3 separate regions of the Mus musculus genome follow, and all the other regions are linked to region 3. A link is a contact called in public HiChIP or PLAC-seq data. All regions are on one chromosome and are shown on one strand. Each heading gives the region's core, a stretch centred on a gene start, on an enhancer-like site or on the middle of the called end of the contact. The rest is flanking DNA. Distances are from core to core; before and after follow the strand shown. Region 1 overlaps Nfia (nuclear factor I/A). Region 2 overlaps Nfia (nuclear factor I/A). Region 3 holds the start of Nfia (nuclear factor I/A).

The links. HiChIP or PLAC-seq counts read pairs in DNA pulled down with a chosen protein or histone mark.
Region 1: a contact with region 3 is called in an H3K4me3 HiChIP or PLAC-seq map of embryonic basal ganglia, with 4 times the contacts expected there. The contact joins the enhancer-like site here to the promoter of Nfia in region 3. A contact is called at or near these places in 2 of 39 promoter capture datasets (the C10 cell line and liver), 1 of 15 datasets of contacts at CTCF or cohesin (the NIH/3T3 cell line), 2 of 484 Hi-C or Micro-C datasets (granulocyte-monocyte progenitors and group 2 innate lymphoid cells), 14 of 115 datasets of contacts at active chromatin or transcription factors (acute myeloid leukemia, bone marrow-derived macrophages, cardiomyocytes and 11 more) and 2 of 9 other capture datasets (adipose tissue and liver).
Region 2: a contact with region 3 is called in an H3K4me3 HiChIP or PLAC-seq map of forebrain, with 3 times the contacts expected there. The contact joins the enhancer-like site here to the promoter of Nfia in region 3. A contact is called at or near these places in 2 of 39 promoter capture datasets (hippocampal neurons and liver), 5 of 484 Hi-C or Micro-C datasets (cerebellar granule neurons, cerebellum, embryonic fibroblasts and 1 more), 12 of 115 datasets of contacts at active chromatin or transcription factors (bone marrow-derived macrophages, cardiomyocytes, craniofacial prominence and 9 more) and 2 of 9 other capture datasets (adipose tissue and pancreatic islet).

What each region holds. Positions count from the first base shown.
Region 1 is chr4:98,030,355-98,034,092 of GRCm38.p6, reverse strand. All of the region lies in intron 6 of Nfia (nuclear factor I/A), which reads right to left. Among named protein-coding and RNA genes, the nearest start is that of Gm34218, 9.1 kb to the right of the region's middle. Within about 2 kb of position 1,807, at least 7 of the 459 cell types and tissues checked have an H3K27ac peak or open chromatin away from gene starts, as enhancers often do. A contact at or near this core is called in embryonic basal ganglia, where this site is marked.
Region 2 is chr4:97,946,239-97,949,905 of GRCm38.p6, reverse strand. The region is part of intron 2 of Nfia (nuclear factor I/A); the gene reads right to left. It overlaps Gm40208 (a long non-coding RNA gene), which reads right to left. Exons shown (of 2, transcript XR_867944.3): 2 at 1,287-3,667. Among named protein-coding and RNA genes, the nearest start is that of Gm40208, 10 kb to the right of the region's middle. Within about 2 kb of position 1,380, at least 26 of the 459 cell types and tissues checked have an H3K27ac peak or open chromatin away from gene starts, as enhancers often do. A contact at or near this core is called in cerebellum, forebrain and stem cell-derived neural progenitor cells, where this site is marked.
Region 3 is chr4:97,775,380-97,779,238 of GRCm38.p6, reverse strand. Nfia (nuclear factor I/A) reads right to left here and starts at 1,613. Exons shown (of 11, transcript NM_010905.3): 1 at 1,245-1,613. The coding sequence starts at 1,271. It overlaps Gm38709 (a long non-coding RNA gene), which reads left to right and starts at 1,816. Exons shown (of 5, transcript XR_003955232.1): 1 at 1,816-2,210; 2 at 3,016-3,113; 3 at 3,426-3,859.

The DNA.
Region 1 (3,738 bases), core at 558-3,057, 250 kb before region 3:
TGGTTTGCATTTGCCTTGTCCAGTGTGGTAGAGGCCAACCACATGAAGCTACTCCAGTGTGTATGCATTCATTTGCAGACTCCATCACTCAGCATCACCACAGTTTAGGTGTCCAGAGTCATGTGTGACTGATGGTCACAGCACCTCCCAGGGCAGAGAGATGCATGTGCTGGCATTGAGGTGAACATTCACTGGGGCAGCTCTTGTGTGTGCAGTGGCAACTAACTTCTTGCCTGCTCATCCTCTCAGACAGCAGTGGCAACTTTGCTTCTCTGGATGCTATTGTGGTATACGTGAAGGTCATGTGCACTTTCTAAAAGCAAAGCCTGTGCACAAATCTGAAAGGGTGGCAAGCCCAAAGGCTTTTTCTTCTCACCCCCATGAAGCCACAGGCAACACAATGCTCATGCTTCATCAAAATCCTTACTGATGCTTTATCTGAGCAAATAGCCCTAGCCCCAGTGATGCGAACTTTAGTGTTTATTCAAACATGCCTCTACCTGCCACTTAAACCATGATCAAATACTTGCGATTTGAGAGTTCCACTGGTAAAATGTAATCTGAAGAATGCATGGAGTAATGGCAGCAGGAGGGCTCTATTTACCTTAACATCTCTTGGACACATGGAAAGCACCTATCACTTTATTTGAAGTGAAAAATTTGAAGCTGATTCAAACATTTCATAAGGGAAAGGGAATATAATTTTAGGCCTCTCCAAATTGCTTGAACTGTGAAATCAAGTAATAAACACAAGAAAAGGTTCTGTCAGCGAGAATCTCAGCTTGGTACAGTCAGCGTTTTCTTGCTAAACCTTATTATGGCGAAGCATTTGATGCTTCATCTCTGTTCTTGCTCATCCCCACAAATAAAGTATGTTGACCTCCACCTGTTACTTAGTGAAATCTGCCTGCCATACTTCAATAACCCTCATCTGTATTCTGAAAGGCCTTTGAGTCACTGAGCGAGTCAGAAGATAGACTTGTGCAGTAAATTGTGCTGATAACCCGTTATAACTATTCAGCAATTCACAGTTCAAGACGGAGCTCTATGGTAAAAGAAAATGGATTTTTTTTAAAAGTCGGTGTTTATGAATGTTGGAAAAAGGCAATGCATTTCGTCATTTGGACACAGAGTTTTTCACAGAAAGTTTCTCTCTTAGACCATTATTGAATGCAGACAACTTCTAGCCCACCCCTTTAAGGAAAATCTGACTATACATTGTGCCATCATTTTGGATGAGCCCAAAGACCATTTCAAAGCTTAAAAATATTTTGAGTTCAAGAATACTTACGACACTGATATTTTCCAAACAAAACAAAGCACTGTATATCAAACACACCTTCACACATGCAAAAATGCCACAGAATTATTGGCAGTATTCATACATTCAACAATCAAGAGGAATTCTGATACCCATCAGACAAATACATGAGTCACTGCAGCACACATCTCCCTGGCTTGCTTTTCCTTTCTAACAACAGTGACATATCAAACAGAGCGAGTTGCATTTCTAATGATTAATGCTGCATTCGACAGAGGAAGGGTGTCTGTCTAATTACATTACACACTTATCTGTGAGGGATCAGCAGCATGTTTCTGCTCTCTGTCATTCTTTGTGACAACATAATGATAGATCCGTTTACTTACGAGTGCAGTTATTAAAAACCGTGCTGTTTTCTTAACTGTCTTCATGTCTTGGAAATATTTTATTAAAAATTACTTATCTGACACTAAGGGTAAATGCTTGGCAGAGCTTTGCATATCAATTAAGAAAATGAGTCAGTTCCATTCAATCAATGTCTCTGTTGAGTGTCGCATTCAAGTTCAGTGAAACTTGCTTCTCCATGAAGCTTTGATTTGGGAGCAAGTGACTCACCCTCTCCCCCAACTTGTCTTATTTATCCGAATTTTAAAGTTTGGTTTCTGCTTAAACTAAAAACTGCTCATGGCCGACATTTTCTCTGGAGTCATGATTTAGCACTTGTTTTTCACATTCACACCTTTTTTGGAAACTCAACACAAGGATCCAATTTTAAGCAGACAACTCCCCACAGGCCAATCAGAATGGGTTGCTAGCTGTGCACCAACGTTCACAGCTTTTTCTACTCATGGGATGAACTTTATCCAGCACTTGTGAGGAAAAGGTCTTCATGCAGGCTAAAAAAACAACAAAGCAAATGACACTGGGCACTACAAGTGGCTATCCCCCAACAAAGTGACTACTACATGTGTCAAAGAAGACAAGCCAGCCGCCTCCATCATTTCTTCCACTCAGAGGCACATGAAAATGGTTTCTCACTTGCTCTTGATGGTGAAAAACAGCTAAATATGAGTGTTGGGTTTAAGTAGTTCCTGCTCTGTTCAAATTTATCTCCAACTCTGTTGTTAGTCAACTCAAGACAACCATCATGTAACTCAAACAGTAGTGACCTGTAACAAACAATTTCTCTGCAAACTCCTAATGTGTGGCCAGGACAAAAACTGATGTAAACTAAATTTAATAGATCTGTGTTATGAAAGGTTTTCCCTTTTAACTAAATGCGTCTTAAGCCTTCAGTGCTGATCGATAAACTCACAAATGCAAGCACAACACCAAAGGAGAAAAACTACTACTTAAGTATCTTGAGGATAAAATTTCTGAAGAAAACACACACACACACACACACACACGGATAGAAAGTACTTTTCAAATTAGAAGCAGGTGTCGCCACCACAAAATGACAGATATCAAATCATAACTGGACTTGAAACACGTTCAACTTTCTTTACTTCTTTTGATCCTACACATATTGTGGCACCAAGTTGGGCATGAGAACACACAGTGTGGCTTATGTCAGAGCCTCAGGTGTGCTGAAGGCAAGCAAGGCATGTTCACTAATGCTCTTTCACGCTTTTCATTTCGTGACTGAAGAGCAGACGATGTACTCTGACAGGCATCAAGTCCAAGTTAACTCTGGTATTGGGAAGTCATTAGTGCTGGAAGCTGGTGATAGCTGAGCAACTCCTAGCGTAGGCTTGCTAACATGACAAAAGTGCTGGGCACCACATAGGACACTCAGATAAGGAGCTGATGCTCTTACAAGTTCCAATGTGTTCAATGAATTTTCTACCTATGCCAGTAGGAACTTTAATCCATCCTTCATTACATGCACAAAAGGAGATGCCAAGAAATTGGAATTATTAAAAATAAAAGCACAGGAAGACACAGGCCCACACCGAAACATGGTTGGCAGCATGGTTTCAGTGAGTCTGAGCATCATAGTGGTTGGTGGCACCCACTCTCCACAGAGATGCAAGGCACTGGACCATAAGCAGGTCATCACACCAAAGAAATCAGAGAACCAAGAATCATAGTAGCCCTACACTCAAAAATCCAAAAGCGCCAGACAGGTTTTTAGTTGATAAGAGAGGTGGGGGGGGGAGGGGGAATCAGTAATCCTTGGCTCTGAGAAGTCACAGCAAGAAACTGCTTTTTAATGTACAACATCATCTCCAATCCAGGTTAATCTTTCCCCTCTAAGAGATGCTGTAAAATGAGGGGATTCTCGTATGTTTGATTTTCTGCCTCTCATTTGAGAGACATACATTGTGATCAGGGCTAGAGGGAACCCTCTCTATTGGAGTACTTGGACTGCTGTTCAGGAATCTATCAGGACTGGTCTCTGATTTACTATGTGCATGGGAGCACTTCCCGGAATCTCCTAGGATGCACTTCACCCATCATCTCCAAATGGGTGC
Region 2 (3,667 bases), core at 131-2,630, 170 kb before region 3:
CACGTAAGGACTAGGGCACCCTCTGCTGAGGGTGTGCTGGTCAAGTTTAGGAGCAACACAAAGTTCTTCTACTTGTATTTCATGTTGAAGAGACTATTAAATGATTTTTTTTTTTAAGAGCAGCATCTTAAAAACAAACTCAGTGATCTAACTTAACTTCCTGTATCTCAGTTTCTTCATCTATAAAATGGGAACGCTACTAATCATTTAACCTAACGGGACTGTTGCAAAGATTATAACAAACTCCCCACTTTGAAGTTTATCGATCACAAGTAACAGCGCGTTTCTGCCACCTAGGTCTTCTCATCAGGCAAGTTTTTCACTTTAAAACGTTAACTCCAACCTACATGTGACATGGTTCTGGTGTAACAGTATGAAAGCACGGTTCTGCAGAAAGTGTTCTAATTCCCACCTTGGGGGAGGGGTGTATCTTCAGTGATGGAAGTGTCTGCCTCATCTTGCTGTTTTTTATTCCAGACACTTGTGTGTAAAATGTGTTTATCAGGCAATGCTTTGTCCGAGCCTGGAAGTTGTCTCTGTAGTATCTGTAGAAGTCTTTGATACAAAATGTATGCAAACGATTTCCCATGAGCCTGGGGGGAGGGTGCTAAGGGGAAGGTACAAACTGATCCAAGGGATAGAAATCTTCATTACCTCACCAGCAAGAAGCTACCTCAAAAGTCAAGTCCTCTTCGCTAGTCTATGCTGCTGAGCTGCATCAGCTCAAGCTCTCACAGCTGCCTATGCCTCTTCTTCTGAGGAGACCTGGTGTTACTTCTGTCAGAGGGAGGCTCAGGCTGTGTGAAGGCCAATGGTGCCCATCATCCCTTGGGATATCAATGGCAAACCCCCTAGATCTCTGCACTTTAAGAAGGCCCACCAACAGAGACCACCACAAACCCTGGTAAACTTAAACACAACAGAACAAAACAACAATAATAATAATAAAAAAAAAACAGCTGTAACTATTTGTCCATCTTTTAAGAAAAAACAAAAGCAGAAACTTTCAATGGATTCCCTTGAAGGTGAACCAGATTTCTGACATGAAGGTGAACCGGAACTCCTAAGAGAACTGAGGAAAGATGTGTTGTAGTCCTGAGTCTAAATATCAAACCCAGGGAGCTGTTGAACAAAATAATTGCAGATAAATATCTCTTCTACACTTCTGTGACTTGTAATGGAATCCTTTTCCTTCTACTTCTAACATGACCAGCTATTCTTTAGGACAACGACAGAGGAAGAGGTAAACAGTATTTTCCTTTGCTTTTTCTTTTTTTCCCCTCTGGTTTTCAAGCTTTGGAACCCTTTGTGCAGGGACCGGCCTGGTGTAGCTAGCTTGTCCTGGTAGACAAAATAAACACGTCAGGGCTCCACTTGTTTGTATTCCCGTCAGTGGCAATGTATGCATCAGCAGCTAAAAACAAAGAAACTTTTTAGCCGCTCAGAAAATGCACAGGCTTCCCAAACAAGGGAGGGGAGGGGCAGGGGGAGAGGCGAGTGGGGGTGGAGAGTAGGGGTGGAGCATACAGAAAAGTCTGACAGTCCATTCAATATAGGGATGATGGCTATAATGCACCCAGGTCCCCTCGCTGATTAAATATGCATTGGCACAGTTTTGATCGATGCGAGCCATGGATCAGATGGCACACCTGCAAAATCTTGAGCACAGAGCTCCCAGGAAGAGGGAAAATACAGTCTTGTCTCCTTATCTTTGTTTTCAAAGGCTCTCAATTTCTGTGCTTAGATATCTAATTTAATTCTCTCACCCCTCAGCAAACTGGATTAGGGAAGTCAATACTGCCTTTGTGCATCGGCTGGAAAACACAGCTTTCCTCTTATTCAATTTAGCTATGACCTTTAGACAAAGATAATGACAACTGTCTAAAAGTCCAGTTAAGGTTTGAAGAGGAGGGTCCTGCCCCCAGGGTGGGGATCCCTAGGAATTTGGGGAGACCAAGGATGGAGGGTGACTGTGGCATTTTTCTCTCCTATCAAGGAAGAATGGGGAAAGGAGAGCTAAGGAGTAATGAATTCAGTCAAGCAGAAAGCATGGCGGGCAGGGATGAGACAACTAATCTCAAGTCACTGTGGCCCTGACACATCCAGATCAGAAAATAAGTCTATGACAAGCTGTGAGGGAGAAGGGAGGAGCAACAGTTTGTCTGAAAAGCATAGGCACTTAATGAGAGAGCGGCTGGTTATGCAGACAGGGTAAGCACGAAGGTTCCATCTCCCTAGATGCAGGAGTTCCCATACTGCTGAGAGATGGGACCAGGGAGATGGGCAAGCCAAAGATTCTTCAGAGTAGCCATGTTCACGCCACTGCTCTCAGCTGAAGGAGGAATGTGAGTGTACCATTTTTCCTGAAATGACACTGGCCCCGTGTCTTTTGTCTTTGGGCCTGGTCACTCAATCCACCCATTCATGAATTCAGCACCTACTATGCAGCTTCCACTTTCTATACTGTGGGGCAGACAATGAGGACAGGTAAGGCACTGACCCGCAAATGAGCTGAGTCAGTCAGGGCAATAACAGTGCAGGGGATTCTGTAACATCTCCCAATGGGATCCCATCTCCTGCTGCTTAAGGAAAAGAATCGACTGCACACTGTCACAGCTGTGTGTACTTCCTTACTGACAGTGGCCTCAGTGCAACTAAATGTACCTTGGTAACCTTAGTTACAGGGGTCTGGATCCTGACTGTTAGTAGCAAGGGCTGACTGAGGTGACCATTTCTAATAAAACAAAGAGAGTGTTAGGCAAAGTTAACACAGGTGAAAAGCTGGGTGTTCACCGCAAAATTGGCATTGATGCAAATGGTGTAAACTATTAAAATAATGTTTAAAAAAAACCAGACTGTGTCTAACAACAACAATTTCATGGGTGGTAGAAAATGGAGAGTATTCATCGATCTGATTGATTGGTTCATTCATTTCTCTTTCATAGAAATGGCAGTTTTGGCAGAGAGTTTTGTACAAGGAAATATGGATTCCAGCCCTTCCTGGTTTCTCTTGTGGCTGTGTGGGGTTGGGAAGGCCTTCGCCCCCTTTCCTTCCTCCTAACAGGTGACTCTCACGACTATGGAGGTTTGTCTGTGACATAACGTGCCTTGCTGGTTATGGGAGTGACCAATCTCTAAGTGTTCACTGTGTGGAGCCACTTTTCAAATGGTATCAACTCTGCCTATTTCTATGTTCTTTCTTTTCTGCAGCAGATACTACAGTGCGTGAACACACAGGGACTACGGTACCACTGAGAGAGAAATGAAATTAGAAGACAAAAACATATAGTGTTCTGGGCTACGGAATACAACTGGTCCTATCCTGGAGGATGCCATGGTTGCTTTGGGTAGATGGTCTGGTACTGGGAGGACTGGGTTACGGCAATGCGGATGTTTTGTGTGGTAAGGGCAGACCTTCTAGGACTCAGAGGCCTACTTTATGGTCCTAACTCAACCATTTTTCCCTCTTAGACATGTAAACTCTCACCTTTCCAAGCTGGAAAAGCTAAAAGCAAGGGAAGTCCTCTGGCCTCTGAAGGTTTTCCAGCTCTCAGGTTCAGTACCTGAAGCAGATTCCTAGTAACTGCTTTGTTGGTTTGGCCGCAGTCAAGGCACAGAAGGGATTCCAAGGTACTTACTCACTGTTGATCGTCGTTAAGCACAACTA
Region 3 (3,859 bases), core at 364-2,863:
AAATCCAGACTCTACAGCGGAGAGGAAAAGCTACTGATACGTCCAGCCTTCCAAAGTATTCCCGGTAAACCGTTAGCTCCAACTCATTGAAGGCACAGTGGTAGCAGGGTTTTGAGGGAGTCGTGAAGAAACCTTGTGCTGGAAGCATATAACTTCATGTAGGTGATTACTGGCCAGGGTGCAATGTTTTAAAGCCATATAAAGACTCGTACTTAAAGAGAAAAATTAGCGCAAATCACTCTGACTTTATGCCTTTTAGTCAGAGAAAATAAATAATATATTCAAACGGGACCAGATCCGGAGCCGCAAAATAGCAGTGTTTCCTTGCTGCTGGTGCAGACTCGACCGGGAGGGATGGGCTGGGAGGCTCGGGCAGGAGGGGCAGGCGGAGGGGCACCAGGCCCCACGCCGCGAGTGGGGCTGCAGGGAAAGTTGCCGGGTCCTGCTGGCTGAGCCGCCCGGGGCTTGCCTAGGCGGCGGCGGCGGCGGGGCAGCCGACTCGGGCCCTGGCCGCCGCTCGCCCTCGAGCCGGAGTCCCACTCCGCCCGCAGCGGCCCAGCCCGGCCCGACCCGCGGCCTTGGCGGCTCTGTGGCCTCCGCGGCGTGGGCTCGCCAGACCCCGAAACTTTCGCCTGGGGGTCGCGGGCAGGAGGCAAGGACAGCAAGGTCCCGGGCCGGCGCGGGGAGTGCGTCTCCGCAGCCCACGGACTAAGGCTAGCACTGCCCGCCCGCCGCGTCCGAGGGGCGCTGCCCGGGCCGGCCCGCAAAGCTGGCACAAAACAAAAGTAAGAGTTCGGGGCGTCGGCGGGGGGCGCGGCGGCGCGGGAGGACCCCGGCAGCCAGGGCGCCCCGGGTGCAGCCGGCGTGCGGGGCTTGCGGGGCTCAGCCGCCCCTCCCTGGAGCGGAGGAATCGCGGGCACCGCGCTCCGCGCCGCAGCCGCCAGAGTCCAGATTGCAGCGTGTCAGGGGCTGCAGCCGCGGACACACGTGCGGGGCGCCCGCAAGCCCCGGCGGAGCTCCGCAGTCCGGCGCCCCGATATTAATTAACGCATTAATAAGAGGGCGCCATTAGCCATGTGCCCACACAAATGGCCGAGCAGGAGGAATGCACCCGCATGGAAACAAAGTTACTTTCTTAAAGCTGCAGCCCCCCCCCCCGCACACGCGCGCGCACACACAGAAACACGCGCAGACACGGCTCCCGCCGAGGCACACGGCCGCCCCGCGCCCCCGCAGCTGCTTACCTGGGTGAGACAGAGCGGAGAATACATAACTGCCGGGCGGCGGGGGGTGCGTGCACGTCTGTGTGCGGGCTGGAGGTGTGCGTGAGTGTGGGTGCGAGAGGGAGAGAGAGGAGGAGAGAGCTAGGAGGGGGGGAGGAATAAAAAATCAAGCCTGCTTCTTGCGTTCACATTTCCAACTCGGCTCAACTGCAGCAGCCAGCGCTCTTGCCGCTCCACGCGCTGAACTTTAACCCCGCCTAGAGTTTCCCTACACTCCACTATACTGTCTACTGTACGCGGGCGTTAAAGGCATAGCGCACCCTTTCCCGCTCCCGCGCCGGCCGGCCGGGTGCCCGCGAGCTGCCCGCGCGCCCGCCTGCGCCGCGTTCTGCACCGCACCGCACGGCCGCCGCCCGCTCGCGCCGCCGCCGCGGGGGTGTGGGGGTGGGGTGGGGTGGGGGTGGGGGGGCGGGGTGGGGGGGAGCCGGGTGGGGGAGGGGCGGCTGCGGCGCTGACACCGGTCCCCAGCCTGCAGGGCCGCCCGCCCGCCCGCCGCTCGCTCCGCGCTCGCTGCCTCCCGCGGCCCCCCGCCCCCCGCCCCGCTCGGCGCGGTCCCCGGGAACGCGGCGCGGAGCGGTTTTTTCAGCGTGTCCTCCGGGCGGCTATAGGCTGCCACAGGATGTGCTTAAGCAAACAAAACTACTTTTCCTCCTCCCCATCCCCCCACCCGCGCCGCAGCCCTCCGCGGACGTCGGGAGAGGATTGGGGCAACTTTGTCGGGGCGCCCCGCACCCCCGTGGGCCGCGGGTTGGGCTCCCTAGGAACCCCAGAGAAGGGCGCGCGTTACATTTGCATGTATGCAAATTTCTTGTAAAAAATCAGACCTTCTAGGTAACTTTTCCTCCCTTCCTCTGAAATGCGGTAAAGCTCAAAAGCATTGTAATCTCTCCTGCGAAGCTTTCTATGGGAATAGTATCGTCGGGAGAGGTAATATGCACAAAAGCCTGCTAACTTTTCAGCTACGACTCTATAGCAGTCAGAATCTGGGGGTGGGGGGGATAGGAAGATCACCCCAAAGATTCCCCAGATTGCGGGGGAGGAGGTGTCTGGAGAAAGCAAGGAGGAGAGTCATGAGCGAACGCTCTTCTCTCCCAGAACCCAGGAGCTGGTGGGTTTAAACACAAACGCCCAAAAAAGTTCTGTCACGTCAGAAACAACAGTGGTTTAGCTGGGACATTTTTCTGTATACTGAGAAGGAAAACTGTGAAAGGGTTGCCCCCTTAGGAAAGAGATATGTTTGTATCCCCAAATGGGAGCCCAGGACTAACATCTGAGTCCCTGTTCCCCAGACACACTCTTCAAGGGTGCGTCTTTGTGGATCCCAACTTTTCCCTTCCCCAGGTAATAGTTCTCAAGATGGAAAAGAGCTTCCTGCAATTATTTTAGGTTTGCTAAAGTATTGTTTTGGCAGAAGGGGGGGGGGTGGTTTTAGGGTTTGGCACATTGCCAACAAGCCTGCTCTTCCAGCTTTCTTTTTCTTCTGTCCTTCCCTCCTTCCTTCCCTCTTTCTTTTCTTTCTTTCTTTCTCTCTTTCTTTCTCTCTTTCTTTCTTTCTTTCTTTCTTTCTTCCTTAAAAAAAAAAAAACTCAACACTTTCTCTCTAGACTCTCTTTTCTTCTAGAGGGGGAAAAAGTATACCTGTCTCCTCCAAACTCTCATTTTCTCCTCCTCCTCTCCCTCCTGAAGTTTTGCAGCCTTCTGTATTTACCTACCCTTCTTTAAAACTCCCCAGATTCCGACGCTGGCACACAGACTGGGAATCCGCTCCCTGGTGGAGATGACAGGACTAGAGTCTGCAGGCATGCCCACCCGACAGAAGAAAGTGAGGGGGTATGATCACTTTCATTCAGATTTTTTTTTCTAGGTGGGTAAGCCTGCTACTAGAAAAGGCCAAATATAATGTTCTGCTGAGACAGCCGGCAGTCTAAAGTTTGTTTGTTCTCTAGTCCGTTTAGGGCTAATGCTCAAGAATCCATTCTTCTCCCCCTGATTCCCACCCCCTGCTCTTGAATATTCTTGGAATCCATATTATTCCGATTACATATTAAGGATTGAAGGAAAGTAATAGCTTCAACCTTTAGTTAGAACGTCCATTTTCCCAAACTAAGCAACTGCTTTTCCTTGGTTCCTTGTGGCTTTCAGGAAGGAAGAAATGCCCTCCAAGCTAAGAGGAGTTAGAGAAACATTCCTGGCCACGAAACCCTTTGCTGGGATCTATAACTTCAAGACTCTCCAAGTTTCCTCGACAGAAGTTTCTGGCTGAGGGAACCAACATGTAACTGAGGCACAGTGACAAGTTATTGTCCCGTGTGTGTGTGTGTGTGTGTGTGTGTGTGTGTGTGTGTGTGTGCGCGCGCGCGCGCGCGCGCTCTGGGGAAGCTCTCTTCCAAAGTGGATTTTTTTTTTTTTTGGTGTATAGATACACTTCACATCTGCCTCTTTTCAAAACAGCAAAGAATTTTACTTTTGATTCTCAAGGGGATTTTTTTAAATAACTGCCTGTTGCCATGTCTTCTTTTTTTAAATGGGAAAAAGTAATTGAATGCTGATATTTCCACTTTAGAAACTTCTTTTGT